2 separate regions of the Zea mays genome follow, and region 2 is linked to region 1. A link is a contact called in public Hi-C data. All regions are on one chromosome and are shown on one strand. Each heading gives the region's core, a stretch centred on a gene start, on an enhancer-like site or on the middle of the called end of the contact. The rest is flanking DNA. Distances are from core to core; before and after follow the strand shown.

Region 1 (4,603 bases), core at 456-2,955:
CACAGAGCATAAAGCGGCCTAAAAATACAAGAGCTAAACAATCAATGAGATCTCTCCATATCACACATTTCACAAACTAACAAAAAAGGATAAGCACTGGTGATTGGAGATGGATGGAAGTGCCAACTTAGAAATGTTCATGGCACAAGTGAGGACAGTGATGATAAGGGTTCTCCAATGACAAATTTATTAGAGTTAATACCTAATGTGTATGATTTTCCAGTACAATCACTCATCACTTACCTCTTAAGCATGGGTCTGGTGGTGTTATCAGCTGAGATAGTGAAATGGCAACTATTGTTCTGGTCAAGCTTATTAAAACGATAAAACGTTGGAACGCTCATGGGTGAAATTTTGACTTTTAAGGGTTGATTTGGTGACAAGGGGATCCCGGGAGGATTGGAGAGGATTGAGGGGGAAATAAACTAATTTCCCCCTCAATCCCCTCCAATCCTCCCGGGATCCCGGGTCACCAAATCAGCCCTAAACGTTTAAACAAAAGTTTAAACGTAGTTTTAAACAACATAGGAAAAATACCAATATATCATAATTTCAGACAATAATATGAAGTTAAATATCAAAACAGAGAGGTTAGTGGTTTACCAAAACTTCACCCATGAACTGGATTGAACCCCAAAAGTAACTAATAGACCGGGCCCAAAAATAGCTAATGGTCTAAAATGCATAAAACACTGCGTTTTACAGTTTAGAACGCCAAAACGTGATTTCAACCTCTAATTAGAGTTTTGACGTTTAAACTTAGTTTAAACATCGTTTAAACGTAGCTTTAATAACACTGGTTCTGGTCCTTGAAACATATTAATAGTTAACTTTGTGTTTGTTGAATTAGAAGCAGAACTACTACACTCCAGGAACAGGAATATCATTACAAGCACTTAAACAAAATTCACTAGGGGCTAAACTATCATGTCAAAATGAGCACCTTCTTCTTTGTATTAGGGTCCCTATTTTGTAACAGCCGCTCCACTTCAGGAGCAAGATCACGCGCCATTTCAGCAGAACATATATTGCCAAGGGCACAGAGTGCAAGACCAACAATGAACTGGTTTGAGTGGTTAAGATCTCTGCCCACGTTAAGTAATTACAATCAGAAACAACGCATAACAATCAACAAACACAACTGTTAAGTGCAGACAGGGTGGATACTGCTTGAGAGAGTTGGTGACGAGCATGAGGACCTCCTGCCGCTCGTCGAGCAGCAGCATGAGTCCTAGATAGCCGATGCGCTTCTCGGGGAAGCCTGCGGCAGCAATAAGTTTGAGGCACTCCATCTGGCCGAAGTGTGTGGGGTAGCCGAGCATGTGGATGAACATGAGCTTGGCCATGTTCCGATGCCGGTAGTCCTGGTCGCCCTCGCTGATAGCGGCCCGTATCGCCGCGCACTCCCGCCGCACCACGGCGCGCTCCTCTGCTGCCGTCTTGCACGCGCGTATCGCACGTATCATGTCCCTGTGAAGAATAAACGCACTCGACTACGTTACACCACGCGCAGATTCGAGGAGTCCGTACGAGGGATGACGCGATGTGAGAGAGGACTGCTCACCGGAGGCGGGTACCGGAGGAGAAGGGATTGATGGCGAGGTCCATGGCGAAGTCCTCGACGATCCTCTCGACGGTATCAAGGGCGGGGCGGCGAGGGATCACCGCCGCAGTGGCGGACGAGGAGGACGGCCAGGCGGATCTGGGAGGCGGTGATGGTGGTGGTGGGATTTGCGAAGAGGCCCCTGCTTTGTGCTTCGGATTTGTTTAGTCTGAGAGTCCAAGCTCCGAGGGGATTAGTGGGCAACGGGATGATTATTCTGATCTCAGACCACCGTGGACCGTGGTAGGCTGTCTTTGCACTGTAGGACTTCGCCATTGGACAATGTTTCTATGGTAAAATTTGAAATAGAGGATCTATTAAGATGATCTAAGATCATGTTTGATATATTAATCTAATAGTTGCATACTATTAGTTGTTAAAATTAGCTAAAAATATTTAAACATATCTTGCTAATAGTTTAGTTATTTAGCTACTTTTAATAAATTAGCTAATAACATGTAGCTATTTATTAGCTAGCTATTTTTTCGACATTTGTAGCCAACTAAATATTCGTTTTAATGCATTCAAACATCATTTTCCTAGTTTTACGGTTCCCTATTTAAATTGTAAAAATACTAAAGTTACATATAAATAAAAATTCAAATTATGATTGTTGTCTCTAAACTCACATAAAACTATCAACAGAACACACATGTCTTTATGTTTTGTATTACATCCTTAAGCATAAATCCAATTGATCAATTCTCCTTAGTCAAGGTTCAGCTAGGCGCTAGGCGGAATCTAGGCGGTGACCCATTGTCTAGCGCCTAGTCGGGAGTACTCGGTCTTAGGCGCTTTTCTAGACGTTTTGGCAATATAGCCATAAATTATATATATTATGTATATAACTATATATACGTATATAACTACTATATATGAGTCACAGACTCGCAGTAATTATAAAAAGAAGGCCAGTAGACATATCTGATTCCTAGCTGAGCTTACTCTTGCATGTTCCTAGCTCCTGCAAGGCTACAACACATTTTGACAGCTAGTAGTTAGTAAATTAGTCAATAGACAGCTAGCTGTTCATCAAAAAAATAGAAAACACTAAATTGTGACTTATCTGGATGATTTCAGCAGCCTCCCATTCATAAGCAATTGAGCACATCATATCAGCAGCTGGTAATTACAACACAAGTGGATATGACAGTAATACAAGTGTAGAACACAATTTATAAATAAAGGACAGCACAAGCACATAGTTCTTAGTTTAGGTCTCACACAAAATTTGTGAGGCTGTGAGCTTCCAACACAAGTGACTTCTTCTAACTCCTCTCCAACCCTAGATACATTCACTTCCTCTCTAAGTTCTAGCACACGAACAGTCTTCCCTCCCTCTTCCTTTTTGCAGCCTTTATTGCTTTCTTGCACTTCTCTTTAGCCTCTAGAGCCTGCGGTGTTGCAGACGTGCATTTCTTCACATTCTTTCCAACATGGGTAAGATGCTCCTTCAACCTATAAATCCCTCCCCTCATATCCTTGTCACAGAACTTACACTTCACATTGTCTTTGTTGTTAGCATCAACAAGAACACCATATTCCCATCCAACATCATCTGAATTTCTTTTTAGGAGATTCGCTCTAGCTGCTTCAGTTTCAGAAGGTGCAGTTGCAGTTTCTGATGACATCCTTAATCCTTTCACTTGTACACCGCAGGCTACCTTTCACTTGTACACCGCAGGCTATCCTTACTCTTGTACAAGTAGGAAACAGGGGAGGCCAAGTTAGCAGGGGAGGAAAGCAGGGAGGCGGTTAGCAGGGGAGCGACTTGTGGAGGGGGATGAGCAGGGAGGGGAGCAGCCGACGGGGGAGGAGAACTCATCGGCGGGGGAGCAGGGAGGGGAGCAGCTGGAGGGGATGAGCAGGGAGGCAAGTTCTCGTGTGGAGGAGGGAGACCGAGCGGGAGCAGCGCGCGCGCTAAAAAAATTGCCGCGCGCTCCCGCCGCCCGCCTGCGCGCCGCAAAGTCGCCGCGGAGGCGCGGTTGAGCGCCGCCTAGGCGCTGCGCCGGCCCGCCTAAACGCCGCACAGAGCTCTAGGCTACGCGGCAGCCCACCGATTAGCGCCTAGGCGCGCTAGTCGCCGCCTAGCCGAACACTGTCCTTAGTTGACTAATACCTCCATTTCTACTATGTTAGGCATCCTCTAGAACAAAGGAAAAGTGAAGAAATTTTAAAGGATTATTACTCTACTAGGTAAATGCCCGTGCGTTGCAACGGAAACATATAATAACACGATAACTTATGTATAAATATGTCGAGAAAATATTTTGTAATCCATTTATGATCTTAGCCATACACAAATTTTGTTATTTTAATATAACTATTTCATCACTACATTATAACCATCAGTATCATACATACTTCTATTTATGATTTTAATAATGTCATGTCAATTGTATCATTTAAATGCTAAGACTATCACAATAAATTACAAACTTATACAAATCTTCAGAAAATATCACAAGGTCTTACAATTCAAACGATGCAACAAATTAAAAAGCGTCTAAATCAATGAAAGCAATGCAGGTTAGGGCAATGTAGCATGATATGGAATGACACAAGATGACTTCAGTGCATCTGCTTAGCTTCTCGGCAAACAAATTTCACTGCATCTTCTTCAATTATTTATTCCTGTATGGGGCATATAAATTCCCAAATAAATGCACATGAATCAATCATTTGTTGATAAACACAGAAACCTTCTTGTTGCAGACATAATTCCTAAATAAAGGCACATGAATTAAATTGACCATGTATGCAGACATAATTCAGGATAAATCACCATACATGTTTAAACTGCACTTGTGAGCTTCATCCAGTATGATTATTGAGTAATAGTTCGACTCAGGATTTGAAAAGTTTTCATGAAGAACACGTCTATGAGGTATATGTAAGAATTTAAATCCACGAATTTAGAATCAGTGCACTTATAAAAACAGGTGAAGAATTTAAATTTATGAATTTAGAATTAGTGCACCTATACAAATTGCATAACCG
Region 2 (4,884 bases), core at 1,821-4,320, 140 kb after region 1:
GTTTGAAAGCACTAAAGCTAATAGTTATTGACTAAAATTAGTTGAGACATCCAAACACCCTAGCTAATTGTTTAGCTATTAGCTATTTTTGGTAAAAATTAGTTAAAAATTAGATAGTTATTTTAGCTAATTTCAACAGTCTCTGCGACTGTTGCAGGACAGATAAAACGGGCAAGGGAGGGGCCAGACTCGGCGACAAGCTCGATAGACGAAGCATAATGAACCAAAAAGCTGCAAAGCAACAGAGTACTCCAGCCCGCCGGCTCTTCCTTACTCCCTCAAAAGGGACAGAAAAAAAAAACTTAGAAAAAAACAATGCCTATACAATTCCCATTCACGTCAAACCGCACAGACTAATCATCAATACCACAAATACGCACTCTACAATCTCCTAGAACAGCAATATATCGCAACTCACGCCCCAACCAGTTCTTTATCTTTCTTCAGCGGCGGCGCAGAGTCCGTGCTCCCATCTGGGGTCGGTGTTCCCTGCGAACTCACCGTCGTCGAGTCTGGGCTGAACAACTCCTCCCTTTCAAGCTTAACAAGCGTTTCTTTCGACTCGCCTTTCAGCAACGGCACGACTTGAAGCATCGTGGGTCTCTTTTCAGGTTCTGAACGTGTACACGCTAGACCGACCAACACCATCCTTCTCAGCTCAGGTCCAGAGAACTTGTCGCCCAGCTTTGAGTCCGCAATCTCGTCGTACCTGCCCTGCCTTGCGAGCGGGAGCACCCAGCTTCGGATTCCACAAGCCTTGCCAGAACCCGACTTCTCGACTGGCCTTCTGCCGCTCGCAAGCTCCAGCAGTATGATCCCGAAGCTGTATACATCGCAGCCTGCAGTTGGTTTGCCGGACATGGCGGCGTACTCGGGAGCAAGGTAGCCTCGCTGGCTCTCGCTGCTGGCTATCTTTTCGTGGTCCGTTCCGTCGTCGGGAATAAGCCTTGCCAGACCGAAATCGCCAGCGTGCGCCCGGAAGTCTGAATCCAGCAGCACGTTGGTGGCCTTGACGCTTCCGTGGATTATCTTAGGCGTTGCGTGGCGATGAAGGTACCTATGAGAAAGTACTTGAGTTATTTAGATCAACAGCGCGTGGATTATCAATGTTATTCTGCTACGAACAAAGATAATAGAGAACGGTTCGTTGTTGTTCACTGACAAGAGAGCCCGAGCGGTGCCCATGGCGATAGACGCTCGCCTCCGCCAGTCGAGGAGACACTCCGCGGAATGCGGTCCATGGAGATGTGCATACAGGCTTGAGTTTGCCATGAAGTCGTACACCAGAACGCGCTCGGGTCCGTCCGCACAGTATCCACGGAAGCTCAGGAGGTTTTTGTGTCTTATTCTTCCCAGTATCTCGACTTCTGAAGCAAATTCGGCTTCTGTGCCGTTCTTTGCGTTATTTAACCTCTTGACAGCAATCTGCATGAACGAAGGTTTTTGTGAAGTCAACCAATAGGCTGCATTGAGTTCAACCTAGTTTTTATATAATATATACAAAGCTGGATACGGACAATGACGCATGGAATGACACGTTGTCACAGTATTCCCAACCACTCAATTTGCATAGTATAGACAAAGCTACATATAAAAAAGAAATATATGTAGACACAGAACATATCATACCTAAGAGATGGGTTTGTCTATTAAGCATTGTATTGGGTTTTTTTCTTCCACAATGCCTAAAAACAAGGTTACTCTGCAGGAACATGAGACCTCAATCATAATTCTAAAAAGGGGCCACGTCCAATAGCTGCCACCATGACAGGCTAATGCAGGCATTTTTTTTCTTTTTTATTTACACAAGATGGAGATATGCAAACCTGTAGCCAGTTCACACGCACGCACGCACGCTTATATGTTTGTGTGTGTGTGTTTGTGTTGACTTCCCAATGACAACATATCCAAACTACCTAATAATAACGCAATCAAAGATCAATGTCCCAAAACAAAACAAAAGGAAACAGAAGCCAGTTGTTTGGTTATTTAATAATAACGCAATCAAAGGTCAATGTCCCAAAAAATAACTGTGACTGGGTGAACTGACAGGCAAGAAAACAAAAGGCGTAGAGTTGAAATTTTAATTCTCAGCAAGTATGAAGATGTAGGGAGCAGCAGGAACCTGAGAACCATCCCAGACTTGCCCCCAATACACGCTCCCAAGTGGCCCTTCTCCGATCTTGTTATCGTAATTGAAGCTGTTTGTTGCTGATCGAAGTTCTCTCAACGAGAACACCCACCTCAACGATCGCCTTCCTTCGTCAGACCTTACAAACCAAAGCAATTAAATACGTCATGATGAGCTACTACCAAATGACCTTCCAAGCATACACAGTACGTGAACTCGTATCCAGTTCCACTGCAAACCCCCCCTGTGCTGCCCCTAGAACAAATTTTCCTAATCCATAGAAGAAAAATCTGAATATTAGGATGGTTCATCGGACATGACCAGCATGGCAACATGCCGAATTTCCACACCGTTTCATAGCTATTTCTGAAGCTGAGGAACAGAATAAATTAAAGCCCGCAGCGTTTTACTTTGCACCCAAATCCCACCGCCAACGTTTGTAGTACAAGCAGTAGCGCTAAAACCAAACAAGGTGTCTTACTTACTACGTACGTATTTGGCAAATTCACTAGAGCGACCAAGTGCGAGGAGTTCGCCGTCATGTTCACGTGATCATGCCCCCCGCCCCGAGTCCCCGACGATCCTCAGAACATCCAACACCGATCGCCGAGCTCACACAACGCGGTGGGCTTGAGCAAACCCCAGAGAAACACAGAAGGGAGAGAGAAACGAAGCGGGGCTGGGGGGCAGGACGAGGAGCTGGCGACTTACAGGTCCTCCTCCGGGGACGCGGCGGCCCCGCCGCAGCAGAGGAGCCTGCGCGCGGCCCGCGGCAGCTTGGGGTGCATCGGCGTCGCGCGGAACAGGGGGAGCGGAACGGCTTGGAGTCGAAGAGACTCGGATGGAGTGGTGGCCGCTGCGGTGGGGGGACTTGGACCAGAGGAGGGGTGGGGGAGAGGCGGGCAGAGACGTAACAGCGGAGACCAGCCTCGCAGCTGCGCTTTCGGTGTGCGTGAGTGACCTGTTCGCCGCCTTTTTCTCGCCATTCCCACGCGCCGACGCAGGTTGGGTTGGGGATTCGGCAGCCCACGCCGCTGCTTGCCGTGCGGGGCAAATCCTGCTGGAGCTGGTGATGGGGGTTGGTTACACGGGTAACCACCACAACGTTCACCACCATCACTACACTAGGGCCGGCCGTCTGGTACGCGGAGCGGAAGGGGGATTATTCCATACGAGATGTTTCGGTTCTCCACAGCAATCAGTGGAAGAACGCGTGTACGGCTTGGCTTTGTTCACCTGCACCGATTCCTGGCATCAAGGACATGTAAAAAAATCAACGTGAATGAATATAAATAAATTGATGTGAACCGCTCGCCGTGGAGCGACTGGTCCTCCCTGGCAAATTATAGGAGATGGCAAGTAGCGCAGCATTTTGTTGGAGCTGTTTTTTTTTCATTGAGTAGGTACTCCTTCTGTTTCGTTGAACTATTCAGCGACAACTAAAAATAAACAGTTGGAGTATAAAATTTGAGAGGAGTTAGAAGAGCCATGTGTTCTACTGGACAGGCGGGATCATAGTAATATGGCTTCTCACTCTTCGTCGTAATAAATCTGACATCAACTATAACAAATATTATTATTCCACATATTTGTCACAAGGTTTCCAAATGGCTTCGGCTCAAATAATTCCATGAGAGTACCCAGAGTTTAGGGCTGGCTCTGGCCCCATACAAGAGAGGCAACTGTCCAGGCAACGTCTACACATCTCTTCGCATACATGCATAAGAAGCAGAAGAAAAAAAAAGAGGGCCATAGCCCATAGCCAGAGTTCCAATCCCGGGCCTTCTCAACGGCGTCGCGAAAGCCCGGCAGCAGCCAGTCCATGGGCAGCAAGTTGTCATATTATTGCCTGCTCAACTTTGTTGTCCATTTTTTTTCCTAAAGGAAATATTTTGTTCCTGAAAGGGAATTAGGCTTACACCTAGTTCCTAAATAATTTTAGTAGTTGAATTACCCAACACAAATAATCGGACTAACTAGTTTGCTCTAGTGTATAAGTTATACAGGTGTAAAAGGTTCACACTTAGCCAATAAAAAGATCAAATATTGGATTCAACAAAGGAGCAAAGGGACAACCGAAGGCACCTCTGGTCTGGGGCACCGGACTATCCGGTGTACACCGGACAGTGTCCGGTGCACCACCAGACAGTGTCCGGTGCACCAGAGGACTCCAACTTAAACTTGCCACCTTCGGGAATTTCCAGAGGCACTCCGCTATAATTCACCGGACTGTCCGGTGTACACCGGACAGTGTTCGGTGCTCCAAGGAAGAGCGGCCTCCGGAACTCGCCAGCCTCGGGAAAACGCAGCGGCTGCTCCGCTATAATTCACCGGACTGTCCGGTGAACCAGCAGAGCAACGGCTACTTCGCGCCAACGGTCATCTGCAGGCGCATTCAATGCGCGCCAGAAGTGCGCAGAAGTCAGGCACACCCATACTGGCGCACTGGACATTGAACAGTACATGTCCGGTGTGCACCGGACATCCAGGCGGGCCCAGAAGACAGAAGCTCCAACGGTTGGAATCCAATGGCATTGGTGACATGGCTGGCGCACCGGACATGTCCGGTGTGCACCGGACTGTCCGGTGCACCATTCGACAGACAGCCTCCACCAACGGTCATGTTTGGTGGTTGGGGCTATAAATACCCCAACCACCCCACCATTCATTGCATCCAAGTTTTCCACTTCTCAACCAATTACAAGAGCTAGGCATTCAATTCTAGACACACCAAAGAGATCAAATCCTCTCCA

The links. Hi-C and Micro-C count contacts between places; a contact is called where the count stands out from the background.
Region 2: a Hi-C map of bundle sheath shows a contact between it and region 1, with 1.9 times the contacts expected there. The contact joins the promoter of LOC100272420 here to the promoter of LOC100193027 in region 1. A contact is called at or near these places in 2 of 25 Hi-C or Micro-C datasets (bundle sheath and leaf).

The regions. Positions count from the first base shown.
Region 1 is chr9:17,669,709-17,674,311 of Zm-B73-REFERENCE-NAM-5.0, forward strand. LOC100193027 (AP-1 complex subunit gamma-1) reads right to left here and starts at 1,706. Exons shown (of 19, transcript NM_001358524.1): 1 at 1,565-1,706; 2 at 1,168-1,470; 3 at 944-1,085; 4 at 1-18. The coding sequence starts at 1,608.
Region 2 is chr9:17,807,146-17,812,029 of Zm-B73-REFERENCE-NAM-5.0, forward strand. It overlaps LOC100272420 (putative protein kinase superfamily protein), which reads right to left and starts at 3,071. Exons shown (of 4, transcript NM_001146897.1): 1 at 2,843-3,071; 2 at 2,126-2,270; 3 at 1,163-1,425; 4 at 207-1,057. The coding sequence starts at 2,919. The coding sequence ends at 415.